Regions from separate parts of the Zea mays genome. Here region 2 is linked to region 1. A link is a contact called in public Hi-C data. All regions are on one chromosome and are shown on one strand. The core of a region is the stretch at or near the end of the contact, and the rest is flanking DNA. Distances in the headings are between cores, read along the strand shown.

Region 1 (3,724 bases), core at 209-2,708:
AACAGCAATGGGCCCTTGTTCCGAAGGTATCTTCATGCACAGATATGCTGGATAAAGTATTGCTTCGAAAGCATTAAGTGTGCCTCGACCAATGATTGCATTATAGGGGTACTCCATGTCGACAATGTCAAAGATAACCTGCTCAGTCCTTGTGTTACGAACAAAGCCGAAGGTTACTGGCATTGTGATTTTGCCAAGCGCTGCAATTTGCCTTCCTCCGAAGCCACATAGAGGATGTGTAGCATCATGAATCTTATCCTCTGGTTCTTGCATCTGTCTGAAGGCTTTGGCAAATATGATATCCGCTGCACTGTCTGTATCAACCAGAACATTATGGACCAGAAAACCCTTGATGACACAAGATATGACCATAGCATCATTATGGGGGTAATCTTTGAGCTGAAGGTCCTCTTGGGAGAAGGTGATTGGGATGTGGGACCATTTTGACTTGATGAAGGGTCCCTGCACCCCAACATGTTGTACCCTTCTCTGTGCTTCCTTCTTCTGCTTCTTGTTAGCCGGCTCTGAACCTGAGCCGCCTGTTATCGGAAGCACCAGCTTCGTAGCCGAAGATGCTTCGGCTTGGTTGCTGAACGAAGCCATCAGCTCAAAAGTGGAAGTGAGTTCACCGGAGGGGGCGCCAATGTTGTTGGGGACTTGTTCTCAAATGCTATGAACTAAGAACAAGACAACACAAAAGTAGATTAATGGTTAATGTCCTTTGTCCTTCGAAGCATTATTTTCCTAAGGATATAACGATCTTCGGACGAAGTTTATGAAGGACGTGCCTTCACCATCACAGCATATATCAATGAAAGATGAAGCCTATGAAACATGAAAAATAACATGGATAATCATATGACATTATAATATATTTCTTATTATACAATCATGAACGAATAAGAATAACATAAGGTTACATTTGTACCTTCGGCTTGACAGAAGGTATGAGAACAAACGTAACGCACAAGCGAGTACAAATCAGCGTGAATAGTACGGGGGTAATGTTCATCTATTTATAAGCACAGGGCGCAGCCTGTGTGAAATTACATTTACACCCTTTACAATCGATTACAATCATGACACAAACTATCATGGGTCAATCTGTCTTTTCATCTTTAAGTCGGTGCAACCCTTCATCTCAAGGCATATCGTTATGCCGAAGTTCCCTGAAAGGTAGCTTCGGCGTTATTTCTGTGCTGATCTTCCGAATGTGTTTTTTTTACAGGACCTTCGGCTATGAAGCAGACCCCAACACAATATTTTGCACTGCATACAAAGTTTTAGAAAATGGTTTTAGACAATAATTAGAGACCGTAATATAGAACATGGTTTTAAAAAATGCCTAGGTGGATTTAGGACCAGATAGCCGTGCTAGACCCGAGACATACAGGTCAGTTGGAAACATGGTATTAAAATGAACTCGTCTCTAGCATTGATCCAAGAAAAAAAAAACACGCACCCGCGTCCGCGTGCTCTCTGCCCCCTGCCCCCCTCCCATCTGCGCCGCCCTCCTCATCCACCGCCCGTCCCGCCGCCGCCAGCCCAAGGCCAGGCATCCGCCAGCCTCTCGCACCACGCGTATCGCGTGCCCGCCCGACCGGCTCGTGGCGATGGCGTACCGGGCGGACGACGACTACGACTACCTATTCAAGGTGGTGCTCATCGGGGACTCCGGCGTCGGCAAGTCCAACCTGCTCTCGCGCTTCACGCGCAACGAGTTCAGCCTCGAGTCCAAGTCCACCATCGGCGTCGAGTTCGCCACCCGCAGCATCCACGTCGACGACAAGGTCGTCAAGGCCCAGATCTGGGACACCGCCGGTCAGGAAAGGTACGACCCCCAATCCCCCATCCCCCAGATCCACCTGTGCTCTGCGAGGCGCGTCGACCCCTTTATTTCCCGGTATCTCATCTCTGATCGAGTCCACTCGTTACCGACTGCCATGTCTGCGTCCTAGTATGGATTTCTGTAGCTTAGTTTGGTCGGTGCCCCCTCTTAACCTAATTGCTGTTGGCCTGGTCCATTGCACATGGACGCAAATTAACTGCCTCGATCACCATTAGAAGAAAAAATGGAAAGAATCTGCGCTCGTTCAATTCAATTCACATCGTCCGTGATCGCACGTGCCGTCTTCAATCTGCCACATTCCTAGCAACCAGAAACACGCTGTTGAGATCGTGCAGGTGTCAGGTTGTTTCGCTAGATATGAAATTATGGTTGTTGAGGACTTGAGGTAGTGGATAGAAATCATAGCCATAGCCCTGTGCTGAACTGTTCGATTGATCAACGGTCTATAGAGACAAAATAAAAATACTGTAGAAAAAGTAGAAGCCCGTGGATTAAAGCCACTTAAAACATTGCCACTCATTGTTATAATTGTCACTGTGTTTATGAATTGTGTGTCCATCCAGAGTGATTGACTGCTAGCTGTGTGATATAGGAGTACCATTGTTCATGTGGCTTCTGCTGTTCAACTCTTTTCTGCACCTCAGCTAACTAATCGTTTGGTCGGTCAATGCTTCTGCAGGTACCGTGCTATCACGAGCGCGTACTACCGCGGAGCAGTAGGGGCGCTCGTCGTCTACGACGTCACGCGGCACGTCACCTTCGAGAACGTGGAGAGGTGGATGAGGGAGCTCAGGGACCACACGGACGCCAACATCGTGATCATGCTGGTTGGGAACAAGGCGGACCTGCGCCACCTCAGGGCTGTCCCGACCGAGGACGCCAAGGCCTTTGCCGAGAGGGAGAACGCCTTCTTCATGGAGACGTCGGCCCTGGAGGCGATGAACGTGGAGGGCGCCTTCACCGAGGTGCTCACCCAGATCTACCACGTCGTGAGCAAGAAGGCCCTCGACATCGGCGATGACCCCGCAGCGCCTCCCAGGGGCCAGACCATCAGTGTCGGCGGCAAGGACGATGTGTCCGCAGTGAAGAAGTCTGCCTGCTGTTCGTCTTAGCTTGGAAGGGGGTAGGACATGTACTTGGGTTGGTTGGTTACTTGTGCAGTAGAGAGCGCAGGACGTTATTTGCAGTCATGGTCCTTGAGCTGTATTCATGTGTTACCAGCTGTCTCGTTGATTTTTGCCATTTGATACATTTAATTCATTCAGGAATTCAGCCTGCGGGTATAGCTTAGGGACATGGAAGTGTGCGGCTATCGTATTTTTTTCATATAACAGAGCCTTCTCTGCATTGTTGCTTTCATTTCTTGTGTATATCTGTATGATGTCGCTTCTCTTTATCAACCTAGCTGCATTGCTTCAACAGGCTGTTTGCTTTGCTAGACTGCTGCTATGTTGCAAATGCAATCCTATTGATCACTTACGATAAACTCGTTGGATTGTATCAATATGCTTGGCAATTGCCAATTGCCATGGTAATGTGTGAAGTAATTAAACGTTCTTCTCTGTCATAAACAGAAGTGCGTCCCTGTACAAACTGATGCTTGGCAATTGCCAATTGCCATGGTAATGTGTGAATATAGGTAGAAAGCGAAAAAAAAACATAACCAAGTCCCTATTTCAGCGGCAAATCTCATGCAGCTCTAGCAAAAAAGCTCCAGAATTGAAGAAAAAAAATCGGTTCTTTCACTTCCAAAATATACATGTTTTCGGGCTTCTTTTTTGAAGAGTAAAGATAAATACAATGTAAAGGAAGGGAGGATCTACCAAGGCAACCATGGGAGCCTTACACACCATGGTGCCATTTAACGTCTAAAAT
Region 2 (3,420 bases), core at 506-3,005, 330 kb before region 1:
AGTGTTCGCGTGCGTGTGAGTACCAGTGAGGTTTCTCATACCTGGAGAAACTTACCTGGGAGGTAGGAGCTCGCCGGCAACCTGCAGGGTTGTCTCTCCGGCGTAGATTCTAACATGCATAACAATAGAAATGACCTACATTTATTTTGGATCAAGTAAAAAAATATACCTCCTCCAGATTCACAGAGTAGCAAATCAGCTTTGTACAAGTTCGATAGCTCCTCCAGAGGACCAAGATTTATGCTGATGTCTTCGCGAATAGCCGCATGAGGGCAGCCTCCAGTTTCCACTGCACGTATACGTTCTTCAGGGAGCGCTCCATGTTTAATTAAGAATTCTCCATCTTCTTTTGTGAATATATCATTTGTGACCTGAATGTGAAGAGAACAAATAGAAAAGGCTCATTGTAGATATTCTATGTTCTGGAAATTTTCGCAAGAAGAAAAACTACTTTATTTCTATATCAGTGCATCGCACAGGTAAAATCACTGATTAAGAAAGTGAAAGACGCTTTGGTTTAAGTTGAATTATCAGAAATATGACAAATAAAACCTGCTTTATTTTACAAGTGAAAAGTCTGAAGATGAGAAGCAAAACTGAAGCACTGGGTTATAGGTGAATATCTCGAAACTATATGACCAGGCATGCAGAAAATCTTATGTAGCATTGCATTTTCAGTTCGGTGAGGAAACCAGATCGCTTCTGTAGAAGAATAAGAGGGCAGAGTGCCACGTACAGCTGCAAGACTATACTTGTCGCGTAGAAATCTGCACAATGCTAGCATGAGGGCAGTTTTCCTGAATAAGGAAAAAAATGTTCAAAAAAGTGTCAGGATCCATATAACTGAAAGTGTAGCTGGTGCTGGTCAATGCACAGACAATGAAGTTTATTGGTTTCAGTAGTAGAATGTTATTCAGGCTACTAATCTACAGGATGATTATGCGTACATGCAATGTTCCAAATTAATCATATCAACTAACCACTCCAAATGTCAGGACGGAGCTTCAGGAACAAAACCAACGAAAGGGTATGAATCAGCACAAGCAAGCGCTTTATCGACAAAGATCCCATCGATGTCCAGAAGCCTCCATCAAGAACAAACCTAACCCCAGATTAAGCTGCAATTTGCACCGGTGCAAGTAGGAATTACGAAAGAAACTTCACACAGATGTCGTGGAGGCGCGTCTCTCTCCGGCCGCCACAATTTCACATCTTCCGCCAAGTAACCGCACCGGAATTATGAGATGTAAATGTAGGCTACCAGCCTACCAGAGATTGGAATTTGGAAGGAGTAAAAGCAAGTAGTAGAAAGCATCCGAGCTCACCCGGTGCCTACGGGGCCGCCAATGCCGACGGTGAAGGCGCGGTCAGCGAAGTCGCGCGAGGCGAGCGGCGGCGCGCGCTTGGTGAAGTCGCCGGGGGAGTAGATGGGCTCGTGGGAGTGGGGCGCGAGGCCGTCGTGGGAGTGCCACACGCGTCCGTCCTCCCCTACCCACGATCCCCCAGCCGCATGGCCACCGCCGTCCCTGAAAGCGCAGCAAATTAAATGCCACACCAAGAGCGCGTCGAGTCAGATGTGCAGACAGCGACCGAGATCGCGGAATTCTAGGAGCGATGGCACGCGCGCGCGCACCCGTGGGAATGGTGGTGGTGGTCGTCGTGGGAGTGGGAGTGGTGATGATCATGAGACGCCATGGCTGGGACTGGGAGCTTGGAGGTGGAATCGGAAGGGAGGCTGGACTCTGGAGGTTTTCAGATAAGAGAGGTGGCGGATCGGAGCGCAGGTTCCGTGAGGAGCTAGCTTGCTAGACTAGTCTGAAGATGCTCGTTGATTTCGGGTGTGGCGGAAGAAGTGGACCAATTCAGAATGGGCCGATCGCGGGGCTCCCAGCTGCGGTTATTTCCGCAACATAGAGAAATGGGCCGTTAGGAAGATAGACCGTTTGAGGCGCTGACGCACTCAGGGAGGCCGTGGATTAGAGGAGGCGTGACGGAATGCGATGCGAGTATCCTATCAATCTGTTCGGAGTATGACTGTGCCTGGAGTCAAATTTAAGAAATGTGCTGAATTAGCAAAAGTACAGACCAAAGCATTTTTAACCCTTGATGTTTGCACTAGGTGGAATTCAACATACCTTATGCTAAATATTGCACAACAATATGAAAAGGCATTTGAAAGGTATAGTGATGAAGATCCATACTATAGGCTAGATTTAGAAGGTGAAAATGGCCTCGGTGTTCCTGAGAAATCAGATTGGGAAAAGGCAAGAAAAATGGCTGAATTCCTAGAGCACTTCTATGAACTTACCCTTCGTGTTTCAGTCACAAGTAAACCAACCTCACATTCTTACTTCCACGAGATTGCTGATGTTTTGGTTTTATTGCGAGAGTGGTGTCGTAGCGAAGACAACTTATGTGCTGAAATGGACAAGAGAATGATTGCAAAATATTATAAATATTGGGGGGAGAAGTACGGAGAGAAACTCAACTTGGCTGTTTTTTCTGTGTTGCAATTTGAAAGGGAATTAGGCTTACACCTAGTTCCTAAATAATTTTGGTGGTTGAATTGCTCAACACAAATATTGGACTGACTAGTTTGCTCTAGTGTATAAGTTATACAGGTGCAAAAGGTTCACATCTAGCCAATAAAAAGACCAAGTGTTGGATTCAACAAAGGAGCAATAAGGCAACCGAGGGCACCTCTGGCTGGAGGCACCGGACTGTCCGGTGTGCACCGGACAGTGTCCGGTGCGCCCGTAGACTTCGTTTTCTACCCTTCGCCAGAGGACTTCGACTTCAACCCTTCGCCCTCGGGAATTCGCGGAGGCCGGCGCGCTATAATTCACCGGACTGTCCGGTGTGCACCGGACATGTCCGGTGCGCCAACGAACCGCGGCCTCCGGAACTCGTCATCCTCGGGTTTTCACGACAGCCGCTCCGCTATAATTCACCGGACTGTCCGGTGTGCACCGGACTGTCCGGTGTGCCAGCGGAGCAACGGCTCTCTGCGGCGCCAACGGCTCCCTGCGGAGCATTAAATGCGCGCGCAGCGCGCGCAGACGTCAGGGCTGCCCATACCGGTGCACCGGACATCAAACAGTGCATGTCCGGTGTGCACCGGACACCTCGGCGGGCCCACAAGTCAGAAGCTTCAACGGTCAGAATCCAACGGCAATGGTGACGTGGCAGAGGCACCGGACTGTCCGGTGCGCCATCGAACAGAGGCTGCCAGCAACGGTCACTTTTGGTGGTTGGGGCTATAAATACCCCAACCATCCCACATTCATTGCCATCCAAGTTTTCCACTTCTCAACTACTACAAGAGCTCTAGCATTCAAATCTAGACACACCAAATAGATCAAATCCTCTCCAATTCCACTCAAGCCCTTAGTGACTAGCGAGAGTGATTTGCTTGTGTTC

The links. Hi-C and Micro-C count contacts between places; a contact is called where the count stands out from the background.
Region 2: a Hi-C map of endosperm shows a contact between it and region 1, with 3 times the contacts expected there. The contact joins the promoter of LOC100217046 here to the promoter of LOC100272710 in region 1. A contact is called at or near these places in 3 of 25 Hi-C or Micro-C datasets (ear, endosperm and tassel).

What each region holds. Positions count from the first base shown.
Region 1 is chr8:71,472,330-71,476,053 of Zm-B73-REFERENCE-NAM-5.0, reverse strand. It overlaps LOC100272710 (Ras-related protein RABA1f), which reads left to right and starts at 1,458. Exons shown (of 2, transcript NM_001147163.1): 1 at 1,458-1,831; 2 at 2,529-3,244. The coding sequence starts at 1,614. The coding sequence ends at 2,961. It overlaps LOC100281720, which reads right to left. Exons shown (of 6, transcript NM_001154640.2): 6 at 3,569-3,724.
Region 2 is chr8:71,804,098-71,807,517 of Zm-B73-REFERENCE-NAM-5.0, reverse strand. LOC100217046 reads right to left here and starts at 1,755. Exons shown (of 8, transcript NM_001143418.1): 1 at 1,634-1,755; 2 at 1,326-1,526; 3 at 981-1,118; 4 at 737-797; 5 at 56-371. The coding sequence starts at 784.